Regions from separate parts of the Mus musculus genome. Here region 1 is linked to region 2. Evidence: chromatin contacts called from public Hi-C data. All regions are on one chromosome and are shown on one strand. The core of a region is the stretch at or near the end of the contact, and the rest is flanking DNA. Distances in the headings are between cores, read along the strand shown. Region 1 has its middle 9.5 kb from the start of Dcn. Region 2 overlaps Gm34114 (a long non-coding RNA gene).

Region 1 (7,290 bases), core at 2,436-4,935, 80 kb before region 2:
ACCAATCTATATGGGTTCAGTTCTTAGGACAGTGACGGCAATGTGTCCTTTCAATAGTGATGCCGCTTAGGCAGTAGTGAGGCAAGCATTTAGCTTGAGATACAGAATAGAAGGAAAGAGAAAGAAAGGACTAACAGAATCTTCATTCCCTCCACTAAATCCATCTCTGGGAAGGGACTTTATTTGAATGAAGATTTCTCTTATGAATTTGTGGAAATGCAGACATTTCCCAGGTGAAACTGTTTTTGTGACTACAAGTATTAGAATGAGTATAAACTTGAATGGAAAGAGGTAAAAGCTAGATATTAACTGGAAGATAATATCCTGGACCCCTACCATACCTATTCATAGATGAACTGACCTGTGCTCTGGAAATAAGGCCTAAATCCAAAGGCCTGCTCCTTTGATAGCACTCAAAGAAAACAATTAGTCTCGTGTATAGACTGATTTGAGGCTAAGCATGGAAAATATGCAATAGAAGATTCTATAAAACCTGGCCTGTGGATAGCGCTCAGAGACAGAGTAGTTGCCTAGCATATGTAAGATAACATGGGTTCAAAGCCCAACCTGATAACTAATTTTTCTTTTTATTTTAGTATATAATTATGGAAATCAACAAGTGTATCGTGTTTGGACATGCCTTTAACCAATATTTCTCTTCCTCGTCCTCTTCCTCCTCCTCCTCTTTTCCTTCCTCCTCCTCCTCCTCCTCCTCCTCTTTTCCTTCCTCCTCCTCCTCCTCCTCCTCCTCCTCCTCCTCTTCCTCCTCCTCTTCCTTCTTGGAATTATACTACACAGAGCATATACAGGCCAGGAAATTGTGGAAATGTCTGCATTTCTACAAATTTGTAAGAGAAATCTTCATTCAAATAAAGTCCCTTCCCAGAGATGTATTTAGTGGAGGGAATGAAGATTCTGTTAGTCCTTTCTTTCTCTTTCCTTCTATTCTGTATCTCAAGCTAAATGCTTGCCTCACTACTGCCTAAGCGGCATCACTATTGAAAGGACACATTGCCGTCACTGTCCTAAGAACTGAACCCATATAGATTGGTTAAACTTCCTAGGATTTTTGCATGCATCAGACTCTGGGGCCAGGTTTCTTGTGTTTGATTTTCTTCTGCCCATGACCATCTATGGAACTCTAAGCATCTTCTCCATGAATGAAATAAACACTTTCATGTATGTAGAGAAATGAGCCTATGTGTAAAAAGGGTCTAAATAAGCCTAAAAGAGTTGACAAGTCTTCAAAGTCATGTAAAGTAACATTTTTTTTTATTAGACCAAGGATTTAAGGAATTGCTCTCTGTTCCTTTCATACCCTCCCCTGAAAGCTAACATCCTGTTGACTTTGGAGCATTCAGATGCAGGTCATGTCTGCAGTGTGTGTTTAATTCAGGGCACCTATTTGGTCTGTAAATATTCTCCATTTACTTTACACTGTAGCCTAGGAAAAGCAAATGCCCTGCTGCCAGAGAAGCCTTCCAGAGTTTACAAAGGCAAATGAACGAAAATATTTTATTCTAAAGTCAGTACTGTAAAATAATTATTTTATTTGGAAGCTTTCTCTGAAGCCCCTTGAGAGAGCTATCCCTTGGAATCCATTTGTGCTATCAGTGGCAATAATGTACTCTCTGTCATTTGCTTTATCAAGAGGCTTGCTTTAGTAATTTGTGAGATGCAATTTTGATCCCAATGGATAGTAACATGACAATGGTAAACAATTCCTCATTTGAATTCAGTACCTGCTTTCTGCATCTTGAATAAATCGGTTTCAGTTACCTGAGCAAATATTACCTCTTGGAAATCATGTGCTTATTTTTCTGGAAGGCCGTATGAACTTATCATTTATAAAGGCACTAAATCACCAACATACAAGCTGATCTTATAATTAGGAGCCTGTGGGGACAACAAAAGAAACTTGGAGCACGATCACATTTGGGGTGGCTTTTCAGTGCTAAATCCCTTTGGTGCTTCCTTCATCAAAAGATTGGCTCCTCATGAAACATCTTTCTTCCTGGAGGCCAGTTGCAGTCACTTCTCTAGCATTACTAATGGTTTAAGATAATACAAAATCCCACTAGAAAGAGAGTGCTTAATTCTTCCCGCAGGACAAAATCCAAAGAAGTGTCTGCTCTCAAAACATTCTCCAAGTAGGTGACTTGTTAACTGGCTGGAAGATAAGAACGTTATTCGCCACATAGTGAACAGTGAATGCCTGCTAAGAGAGTTTAGGAAACGGCGTTGAGATTCTTTTTTGTTTTTAATTCCATTCTGTGTCATTTCACATCTTTAATGTTACCAGCTAGTGATTAAAATAAGATGGCACCAGAATTATGTCCATGAGCATTTATTGAAGTTATTGAAGATCTGGTGACTTTGAAGCTGTGCTTTTCTTTCTATTTTGTTTCTATTTTATGGTGGCAAAAGATACACAGCATAAATAACCTATTTTATGCTTGAAGAAGTTGTGCTAGCAGGATAACGACATTCCCAGCATCATGTATCATCGAGACCCGTTTTCAGGGATCTCTCCTCCTCCGTTGTAAACTGCACCAACACATTTCCTTCCTCTCTGAGACCTTTGAAATCTCCATTCTACTTCTGTTTGGGTAAATTCACCTATTTATGGGCAAATAAGATCCTAGTCAACTTTTGATCTTGGGATAAAACAGGCTTTCAATTTTCTAAGGGAGAAGCTATATTTTCTTCTCGAAATTAAACAGGAGGAGGATAGAATGAGAAAGGGCTGCTGTAAAAGGAGTTCACGTTCTACTGTTTCTGGAGCAGAGGGCTTCAAAAATATTCCTGGAGTCAGCAAGCAAACACTGAAGGACCGGAAGACCTCTGAGCTTACTGTCCATGTACCAAAGGTGGAATTTGGAAATGCTTATCAATCTTTATGGAAATAAATACTAAAACAAATGTAATTCTTCCAATGTACAGATTTTCTCTAGAAAACAGCCCCTCAATAAAGTCTTACAGGCATCAAATGTGTTTATAAAATGTGTTTATAAAATACATCATAGGCCAGCTGCTGTATACAGAGGACATTGCTGATTCTAGTTGCAAGTTGAGTCTCTCTCAGCTTTCCATACCGATAACAGAATTTCAGGGATCCATGGATCGCTTCAGAAATATACATGTCTTGTTTCGACAGATCTGTTAAAGATCAAAAGAATGTGCTTTTACCACTATTCAGAAGAGCTAAACATTACAAAGTAAAAGCTTTAATCTTAGCCTCGCTAAAAAATTTCTTCACAAATTAGCCATTTTATGAAAACATTACAGACTTATGTCTTCCTGAAAAAAATAACATCTGTTAAGGCTTCAATTTTTTTTAATACATTGAAATTGTAAACAGAACCCATAAGTGTTTGATTCTAAATGAAAAGTTAACTTAAGTAGTTTATAAACTTTCTTAGAATAAAAGTCAGAGTGCCAGACAAAGTTGCTTTGGGAGAAAACAAATTACTTCTAGTTTCACTGTAAACATTTACTTTTTATTTTTATATTGTGTGCCTGTTTTGTTCAGAACACCAGGTGCCTGCAGATTCCTGCAGAGGGCTTTCGGGCTTCTGTAAATGGATGCAGAGCAAGTTTTGATCAGCCCCAGGCAAATACTAGAACCTGAACTCCAGTCCTTGCCAAGGACAGAAAGTGCTCTTAACCACTGGCCAGTCTTCATAGCTTCATTAGTTTCATTTTCAAAATCATAAGTTAGATCACCACAAACTTGGTTATGGCTGGTCATCTGAGAATGCATTCCATGTAATTGTAGACTATTCTCCTTTTTGTTCCTTATGGTATCTTTCTTTTCTACCAGGCAGTGAACTGAGTACATTACATTTTTCTTGCCTATTAGACTGTGTGACCTAAGGTTTTGCAGACCCAAGGCACAGGCATTTGACTTTTCCATGTTGCATCCTTCAAGCCTCTAAATGACAGTATTCACAGGCAGCTGCCTGGTCCATTGGCATAGCATCAAGTTTAAGTTTGAGCCAAGCTGAATGTTGCTTCGTGGAGTGTTAATTTTGGACATCTCAGCTCTGGTTTTCCTGTTACATTCCAGAGTGCAGTCTTCTGCTCAGAACGACCCATAAATGACCCAGTCAGCTCTGTTGTAAAACTTCTCTGTTTGTTCTTCCTTTCCACCCTTCTATGTCCAACCTGTATCTTCTCTATCACCACTATCATTTTGACAAGAATTCAGTGAGGCTGAAAATAAGATTCAGCAGTTCTGAGAATCCTTGCTTAGTTCCCAGCCCCTAGCTCTGGCAGTTCTGATCCATCTGTAACCCCAGCTCAAAGGGAAGAGATGTCTTCAAGACCCCACACTTACCTGCCTATAAATGCACATACCTCCACATGGACACACAGCCGGGCAGTGGTGGTGCATGCCTTTAATCCCAGCATTTGAGAGGCAGAGGCAGGTGGATTTTAGAGTTTGAAGCCAGCCTGGTCTACAGAGTGAGTTCCAGGACAGCCAGAGCTATACAGAGAAACCCTGTCTAAAACAAACAAACAAACAAAACAAAACAAAACAAAAAAATCAGTCTATTTATTACCAGCTGTAGCATGTATCTCTTTCTCTTAGTATTTTTAAATAAAAAGTCTTTTAAAATGTCATTATATTTTAAATATTTATTTTCTGCCATGTATTAAAAAGTACATAATTATCATAATTACATCTAACCCACTATTTCTAAGACCAACTTCCAAGATGATACTTAACTCATAAAAATTTTAGGCATGTATACACAGGGAGGATTTTCATCTAAAATAACTTTAATTGTTCGCTTGGCTCACATCAAGCATCATTCTCTACACTTGGGTGGCCATGCAGAACTGCGTTTTCAAATGTCATAAGGAATTCGCAGCGATGTCAACTTGAAGGCTACAGGATCCTTGCATCCTTTGCCTATACTATCTCTGTGTCCCTAGATGATCGATCAGATGAGCCCTACAAAGTGAAGTTATTTCAAACACTGTTGAGTGTATCCCACATTAATGCCTCTTTGGAAGAGTTCCTCAGTCTATGCAGCTTTCCATTCCGAGAATCTCCAGTCTCATATGTTCCTTGATACTTTGGACACTTAAGTGGATGCAGATTCAGAGATGGAAGGTTCACAGTGAAGCAGGTTCTGGGATAATACTATCTCATAGGAGGTCAACTGAGGAAAACTCGGGAATAGTGGTTACTATGGAGCAAGGAAAATGGTATCAGAAGGTTCTGCCCTCCATTAATGTCACTGAGCCCCCAGATGAAGCCAGGAAGCTCTGAAGTTCAGAGTTATTTAGGTGTGACTTGAATGTAGAAGAAAAACTTACCCTTGGTGTCCTCTCCACCTGACAATTTTGTAAGTCACCCTGAGGAAAGGGTTACTGTCTTGCACAAGGGAACTCTCTTCATCCAAGGGACAAAGTTGTGTAATCTTGGAGCTAAGAGTTCTAGCACCCGGAGAACTGTCATGACATTGAAGACAGAATTTGATACTGGCTGGTGACATCCACCAGTAGAGTCCCCTATGATGTCATGTGGAAAACATGGAACCAAGCTTTCACCGATGACATAACATTCACAGAACTTTCTGTTGTGAAAGCGTCCTTGTCATTCTTGATCTCTTCAAATCCAAGCTGGGGAGAGGCAAGAGCCAGGTCTTTCAACAGGCTGTCTCTGATATCAGGCATAAAAGCTATACAGATATTCAATGATGGTCTGCATAATAATCAAATTAAAATAAGCAAGCATCTAAAAACTGAAAATTTGCCATGAGTATAAAAGCTTTTAGTCAAAGTAGACAGTAATTTCTAGATATGGTGGGATACGCGTGCAATACCTGCACTTGGGAGGTGGAGGCAGAAGGATGGTGAATCTGAGGTGATTGTGACAACATGAGCACAAAATACATGTCCCTGAACAGTACTTCATTATGAAGTCTTATTGTCTAGTCAATGGAGATTCATCCATGATACCACTTGAAAGACATAGACAGTTCTTCTGCAAATCTCCCCTTTAACCACAGCCACATGAATATATTCTGTCCATAATGATGAACCATTAAAAAAATTATTTAAAAAGTTTTGTAGCTGTTTCACAATACACTTTTAAAAATTAAGACTCTTTATCCTGATTAATTATACTTGTAATCACACATACAGTAATTAAAAGAATTTACAAAAATATACGCATCATGTCAGCTTTATAATGCAATTGCAAATAGATAAAATTTTAAAAATACTTAATTTCCTAATTTGAAGCTGAGCCCATTGGTTTTAGCTGTTTCTTTTTGTATATGTATTTATGCAGTAAAATTTTCACAGTCCCAGTTGTACTACATTGTATGGGGTTTGATAAGTTGGATTTTCATTTTCATTTAATTTATATACTTAAACCTTTTTGAGGTGGCTTCTATGATCTAAATGCTATTTAAAGGTATGCTGTCTAATTTCAAATATGTAGAATTAGCTCTCTTCCTGTTTTATTTCTATGTTAGCTCTGTTGAGACTGAGGACATCTTTGAATGGTGTCTGTGCTTTTAGATTAGTTAAGGCTTTCTGAACGTGCCTGAATGTGGTTAATCTTGCTCAGTGATCCATGTGAGCCGGAGAAGTTGTGTTGTTGTTGGCTGTAGACTCCCATGAATGTCAGTTAGATCAAACTGACTGATAGTAATTTGGAGACTAAGTAAAATTTAATGTTTTTCCATCTGTTCTGCCAGTGACTAAGAGAGGAACACGAAAACTATCAACTACATAATAGATTGTCTTTTACACTTTCAGTTTGACTTTCGTGTACTTCATGATTACTGGTGGTGTTTTCAGGCAGTACTATGCACATTTATGAAAAATTAAAACTGACTCCTTCACCAATATACAGCATATAATTTTTCCCATAGTGTTGCTGTTCTGAGCTATAATTTTAATGCTTGTGTGTGCTGTGTTTTGGGAGGGGCAGAGGCATATGTGTTATGTTTATAGAGGTGAGAAGAAAACTTACAAATTTATTTTCTCCTTCTACCATGGTTGTGTGAATAGACCTAGGTCATCAAGCTTGTATGAAGATATCTTCACTTAGCCATCTTGCTATCCCAAGTAATCTTAATATACATATTCACATATACATATATATACACATACACATATACATACACACATATATCATATACATCATATACATATGCATCATATACATATAAACACACATACATACACAAGGCTTCTTGTGGGAAGTATGAGTATACTATATTCTTCACCATGTTATATAAAAGCAATATGAGTTCTTATTGATTT
Region 2 (7,063 bases), core at 3,922-6,421:
CTGAGTAGTATTCCATTGTATAAATGAATGGGGCTGCCATCCTACAGTTACATCTCTGACCCATAATTGTTCCTGTATGAAAGAATTACATGGATGGAAATGCAGAGGAGCCTGAGGAAAAGAAGGTCCAGCGATGGGCCCAAAGTGGGATCCAGCTCAAGGGGAGGTCCCAAGGCCTGACACTATTACTGAGATTAAGAAGTACTCTCACAAAAAGAGAATTAGCATGACTGCCCTCTGAAAGACCCAACAAGCAGCTGAAAGTGTCAGATGCAGATATTTCTAACTAACCAATGGACAGAAGCAGCTGAACCCTGTTGTTGAACTAGGGAAGGCTGAAAGAAGCTGAGGAGAAGGGCAATCCTGTAGGAGGACCAGCAGTCTCAATTAATCTGGACCCCTGAGATCTCTCAAACACTGAACCAGCAAACAGACAGCACACACCAGCTGATATGAGGCCCCCAACACACATACAGTAGAGGACTTCCAAGTCTGTGTTCATTCAGAGATGATGCACCTAATCCTCAAGAGACTGGAGGCCCCAGGGAGTTTATAAGTCAGGTGGGGTTGGGGGCAATCCACGTGGAGATGGGGGTGGGTTGGGGAGGAGGTGTGTGGTGTGGAACATTTGGAGAGTAGATCTGGGTGGGGGTGAGGGATAGAATATTGAGTGTAAAAAAATAAAAATAAAAAATATAAAATATAAAAAATCAATCTCACTGCTTCTGTAGAGTTCAGTTCTGAACGCCTCCTTCTGGTGACTCACAGATTCTTGAACCTGTACCTCCAGGTTATATGATGCTCTCTTCTGATTCCATGAGCACTCAGACACCCTTAGTATACACACACACAAACACACACACACACACACACACACACACACACACACACATGTGAGCGAGCACACACACACACAGAGAGGCAGAGAGAGACAGAGGGATAGAGACAGAGACAAGAGAGAGACAGAGAGACAAACAGGCAGAGAAACAGAGACAGAGAGACATACACAAATATAAACAAAATTTCTTTAAATGTATTTTCATATTTCTATAACATCCACAAATGCTTAAGGTATCTATATTATACCATGTTATAAACAATGTGAAAATCTTCCCCATGGTTATTCTGTTGGTAGTGATGATTGGTTGGTTGGTTGATTGGTTTGGCTTTAGAGGTTTACATTTTTTCCAGCTTTTGTTCATGTATGTGGTGAACGTCATTTGTGTCAAAGTTGTCCCCCAAATATGAAAGTCTGAAACAAGAGTTAATTATACTTAGATCTGCTGTTACTACTGTGGGATTTGCTTTTGTGACTCTGATCTGCTTGGCTGGTTCCAAGTTATCCTTTAAAATTCCACTCAAATATTGCAGGTTCTGACGACTTTTCTAGCTTCTTTGGATAAACTTGTTCTTCACTTATATCTTCACAGTGGTGTTTGAAGTTTCATCAGTGTGTATCACATGATAATTTAACCATCAAATTTCTCAACAAGATCACAAATTTCTCCTGGGCTGGGATGATAAACACATACCTGAACTCAGAGTCCTCTCTTGACATGACAAATTCTAGCACTGAATTTATTTCAAGACTGCAGGAAGTGTCTGAGTAGAGGCTGCCCATGGTCCTCACAGGATTCCAGAAAGCATCTGTGAACCATGACTGACACTAGGAAATGAATCACAGAGATGTCTCTGTTATTTTGTTTAAGAAACGTCCTGGAACCTCTGTGGAATCCAGTGGAAAGTGACATCAATTTCCTAACTGTAATCGTAGACTAAATTGTTATTACCAAACTGTCTGACCCAGAACACTGTAAATTTTATTTCCAGACTATGAAATATTACAAACCCTTGAACACTTTCATCATTACCATGTCAGGGTTCATTTTGCTTTCCACTCAAAACTTGATCCTATTTCAAGAATTCTCTTAGTAAATTTCTCAAAGTACAAAATCTACTATACAATGTGTTCAGGCATAACTTTCTGCTATAAATATGATATATCTGTGATTATATACACATATATGTTCATACATATATATGAATTTATGGTGGATCCTTCTGGAAAATTACCATTTGTACTTATCATATATGTACTTCATATCTATAATATATGTGAAGGAAGATGCAAATCTGATTTCACATGTACAAATTTCATATAAGGGTTCTGATGCTGAGAAAGCTTAACTCAGTTAATGCACAGCCATCATTATTTGCCTGAGGTGAAGGAAAGTCTCTAAATGCAGAACATTTTATTGTAAAACCATAAAGTTTGGAGCTGGACAGTTGGCTCTGTGGTTAGGAGCATTCTTGTTCTTACAGAGGACCCAGTTTCTAGCACTCACATGGTGACATGCCACCTACAACTCCAGTTCCAGGGGATACAACACCCTCTTCTGACTTCTGTGGGTACCAGGCACACATGTGGTGCACATAAATCATGTGGGCAAAACACTCACACCAATAAAATAAATATTCCTAAAAAGATTTGTTTTAAAGACATGAAAGTGCAGGGGGGAATCACAAAGAAGAGGTTATTTTATCTTGTATACAAACTCACAAGATAAGAGGTAGATATAACCTTCTAAATATGGCCTACACATGTCCTCCCATTCTGTATTCAACCAACATGTTAACTCTATAGTTATTAATACTCTATGGTATTTTATCTATGGCATGTCTTCCCATATTGTGCCTCATGCTGTACAAATAATAAAAATCTTCAGAAGCAATGAAAATATGCTGGGGAAGTACTTTAATTGAATTTTAAATTATGAATTAATAGCACAATTTGAGTTTCAGCAACAGATGTTCATCTTCTCACTACATGCCTCAATTATTACCTAATAGACTGATTTTATATATTTTATGCTAACATATAAAAACCATTCAATTATTTATAAAATAAGTATTAATTTCTTCAATTATATTCCTGCTCTAATTTCACTATAGAAATGCAATGTTTTGCAAATGTTCATGTTTTTAATGATCTTAGGTGTACCCCAATCATACCCCTCCAAACTTAATTTTAAATACATTTACAGTAATGAGTAAACAAGCAAGACAAATAATATTTCAATTAATTAGCAATGAAAAGCAGCAAGCCAATGGGAGAGCTATGGGGAAGAGTCTAAAAAAAAAATGGAATGAGGAGACAATAGAGGTGTTCAGACCAATAAGTAGTGTTCCTTCTCCAGAGGATGCTCTGGAATTAACCTATTATTTTTCTTCAGTTTCTTCATCTCACTTGTATGTTTATAAATAAACATAGTACTTCTTTGTGTATAGCTTCTAAAGATTCCATTTCTTTTGATTCCTTTCTCTGAAGCCGTGATTGAAAACTTCGTACAGATATGAGTGTGTTTCCAATGAGTGATGATAATTTGAAACTCAAGAGTTTGTGTTAGAAAAAAATTGACATAAATGTGTTGTTTATAATACTATATTCTCATTCCACACACAGTAGCATGATAATATATCACATTTGGAAACAGGTTAGGGTATTTCATCATACATTTCCAGTCTACTCTGATCATCAAGAGGGTCCTGAGGAAATCCTGTAAGAGTATGAGAAAGAAAAATTATTTTTATCTTGTTTATGAGCACATATATAGCTTGCCTATGGGACCACAATGCATCCTGGGAAATAAAGTGGATAGCTTTGAATAAGAAACTGGATGGTAAAAACTAATACTTTACATAATTTTACATATAGCTATTTCAAGAGAATACTCTGAATTCATGTTTCATAGGGAACTTGTTAAAGTGAAAATTACAATCTATTAACTCTGTCTTATGCAAGCATTTTGGATTTTTAACATGCTTCCCAGTAATGTCACTAATGTATCACAAGATCCTGGGTAGATCATCAAGATACTGGGATCCGCAATGGTCAAAGGGCTGATAAAGGTTGCACTACTATAGAATCATCATGACATGTTACCTCCTACTAGAAGATACTGGCTTCTAATTGATGCAACAGCTGCTGTAGTACATTCTGCTTACTATGAAATTGTCCAAAAATAGATAATTTACAAATACTCAGAATTTATTTCTTATAGTGTTAAGAACAGAAACTTGAAAATCCAGAAGCCAGAAAGTATAGTGTCTTGAGGAGTCTTTGTTTTCTGTTTTACAGATGGTGCCTGTCATTTGTGTCCTTGCATGGATGGAAGAAAGGGTTCTCTGAGGGGACTTCTTTTAACAGCATTCATTCTATTCTTGGGTGTTTTGTCATGTGACCCAATCAACCCTACTCCCTAAAAGCATCACGTTAAGAGCTGAAATTGCAACACTTGGATTTGGGAAAGAAAAAAAAAAAAACAAAACAAAACAGAAATATTTAGACCATTGCATGACATGCCAGGGAACAGGGAGGAGAAAGTATTGTCGAGAACAGATTGGAAGGAGGTTTGGGTAATTCATTGTTGAGAAAAAACTTAGGATATATAGAGCACAGGGGAGTTTGTTGAAAATAAAATATTTTAAAACACAAAGCAACTGGTATAGTATACAATCAGTTGTGTAGAGAACACATTTGAGCAAACTTCTCAATAACAAGTCACCACAAGGAGAGGCAGCTACAGCTGGGTCCGATTCCCAGGAGTCATCCTGGAACGGGAATTCTGAAAACTGAGAGGCAACATCTGCACGATGTTTGTCCCAAAAGTATCCTCAGGGGAGAGGGACCGCACATGGGAAGGCTTCTGGAGAGCAAAGAAAGACGTGGACCCTTTCAGCTGTTAGAGAAACACAAAACAGGGGTTGGGGGAGGGGGCATCATTATGAGAGTTAACATTACTTGTTTGGGGAAAGGAACCCTTGAAAAATAAGATCAGACAGAAGAAGAAATCCCACCAAAATACACAGGAATGGAATGATGAAATAGGAAGAATGCCCAAAGGAGTACACATGGAGAAGAACCCTTGTAGAAACCATCAGACATAGTGAGACACGTTTATACAAACATTGTGGAAAGACCCAGGTGATGGTTTCTTGGTTTGGTTTGAGCTAACATGACCAAAGAAATGCTGGTATGAATTGGGGAGGTCTAGGGCTTGAACCTACAGGGAAGTGCTGAAGGAGAAGAAACAAGTCCACAGGATAGGAAAATAGCACTCCTAGGGTGCCTTTCCAAATTAAAATCAGCCACTTTTATGAATCACTATTAAGACAAAATCCAGTGACATCATCTAAAATTTTGGCAAATCCTTACAATCTGGTTTGACAGACTTAGGGGAAGTGATTTCATCACAAAACCAGGAACTATTTTCAACAGCTGGAAAAAAACAACAACCTAAGTAAAAAGCACTGTAAAAATAAAGTGACAGAGACAACAATAAAAGCCATTGAGTAAGGCGTTGGAAAGCATGACACAGAAAGTAAAACAGAGAAAGGGAAGGCAGCAGAAGTGAAAATAGGAAGCCAGGTCATTTGGGGAAAATTGGGTAGTTTCTAGCCATCTACATCCCAAACATGCTGCAGAAAGCTCCCCACCCACCCTTCCCAGAAGCTAAAAATCCTTTCTCATAGATCTCTTCCCCCACTCACTCATTCCCATTCATTCATCAATAGTTTCAAAGGTTACTCTTCCTTTTTATTTGACACACAATAATTGTACAGAATGACAAGGTGCTTTCTGATCATTTGATGCATGCGTGCAATGTACACTGAGCAAATTGGGCTAATGAAGCCAACTATGGTTGAACACACCTGTAAACCTATTATTCAGGCTAAGTCAGGAGGATTACTGTGATGTTGAAGCCAACATGTTTTACACCAACATACCAAGTACATGCATAGACATACATGGGTAACTAGAATTTCTATCTCAAAATTTAAGCATTTGCCTGTGTTGAGACCCATAGGTTCTTCTCTTTGAGCTCTTTACAGAACAGATAATAAATGTCTTAACAGTTGCCATCTTAAAATGCTATATATAAAATACTAGAACTTACGTCTCTTATCTAACTGCGTATCTTATTTCCAACCTCCCATTGTCCTCATTCCCCACTTCCCTCCCTACCCCCTACAGATGAGCACTCTACGTTCTTCTGTGCTTTCAGCTTACACACTGCTCACTGTTCTGCTGATGCTGGCTTACGTCATTTACTATAACTTTCAGTTTTATTCATATCGCTCCAAATAGCAAGCTTCTATCTTTTTTTTGTGGTTGAATACTTTGGTTTAGTATAAAGTTTTCTTTATCCATTTATCCATATGCGGACAACTAAGTTGATTCTGTATTATGTTTAAATATTTATTCAATAAATTCATTTTATTTACCTTTTTTTTCCTGTCATAGTTCCACTCTATCCTTCTCAAGACTCCTCCTCCTAATTCCCTTTCCCACATCCTTATGCTTGTTTTGTTTTGTGACCCATTGAGTTTAACTAAGGCCATTTGTGTGACCATTAGAGTAGAAATGTCCACTGGAGCCTGGTAGGCTCATCAATGGGTATACACTAGCATGAGTTGGTATCTTCTGGTTTGTACTTCCAGAACCTTGAAAAATCAGTGATGAGAGTTTTGCATAGCTGATGATTCTTTGTGTATATGCTTTTAAGTTAAATGCATGTAGGTCTTTTGTACATTTTTAATTTGATTATTCTGTTGGCCAATCTGTTTAAATCCCTATAAAGTCAAGATATTAATCTCTTATTGGACAGTTTGCAAAGAATGTCTCATATTCTGTTTATTTTTTCCTTAGCTATGTAGAAAGCCTTAGTTTGATATAATCCTCTTTAAATACTTTGGTTTTTGTTTACTGTGTTTTAAAACTATTATTCAAATAGTATTACCTATACCAATTATTCTTACTTATTATCACTCCACTGTCGGAACTTAATTAAAAGGATATTTGAATAAATTAAAATAAATTTGCTATGTTTATTCTATTGAAATAAAAATGTGAAATTATAGTTAAAACAAATCTTGTGCAGGAATCATTGAAATAGGAAAGAGAGACCTCAGCATCAAACTGAGCTCAATTATGAATATAATAACAAGAAGTCAGAAATTATGATGAAGGACTAGGCTGAGACAGAAATTGTTGATGAATAAA

What was found. A called contact is a pair of places that touch in the nucleus more often than the background predicts.
Region 1: a Hi-C map of uterus shows a contact between it and region 2, with 2.3 times the contacts expected there. The contact joins two enhancer-like sites. A contact is called at or near these places in 5 of 39 promoter capture datasets (the 3T3-L1 cell line, 3T3-L1-derived adipocytes and liver), 1 of 15 datasets of contacts at CTCF or cohesin (the NIH/3T3 cell line), 17 of 484 Hi-C or Micro-C datasets (the HL-1 cell line, the N1E-115 cell line, the STO cell line and 8 more), 1 of 115 datasets of contacts at active chromatin or transcription factors (heart atrium) and 1 of 9 other capture datasets (adipose tissue).

The regions. Positions count from the first base shown.
Region 1 is chr10:97,466,311-97,473,600 of GRCm38.p6, reverse strand. No RefSeq gene overlaps it. Among named protein-coding and RNA genes, the nearest start is that of Dcn, 9.5 kb to the left of the region's middle. Within about 2 kb of position 3,685, at least 25 of the 459 cell types and tissues checked have an H3K27ac peak or open chromatin away from gene starts, as enhancers often do. A contact at or near this core is called in adipose tissue, beige adipocytes, heart atrium and 1 more, where this site is marked.
Region 2 is chr10:97,387,984-97,395,046 of GRCm38.p6, reverse strand. It overlaps Gm34114 (a long non-coding RNA gene), which reads left to right. Exons shown (of 4, transcript XR_380718.2): 4 at 4,139-6,289. Among named protein-coding and RNA genes, the nearest start is that of Mir3966, 32 kb to the left of the region's middle. Within about 2 kb of position 5,171, at least 15 of the 459 cell types and tissues checked have an H3K27ac peak or open chromatin away from gene starts, as enhancers often do. A contact at or near this core is called in adipose tissue, beige adipocytes, heart atrium and 1 more, where this site is marked.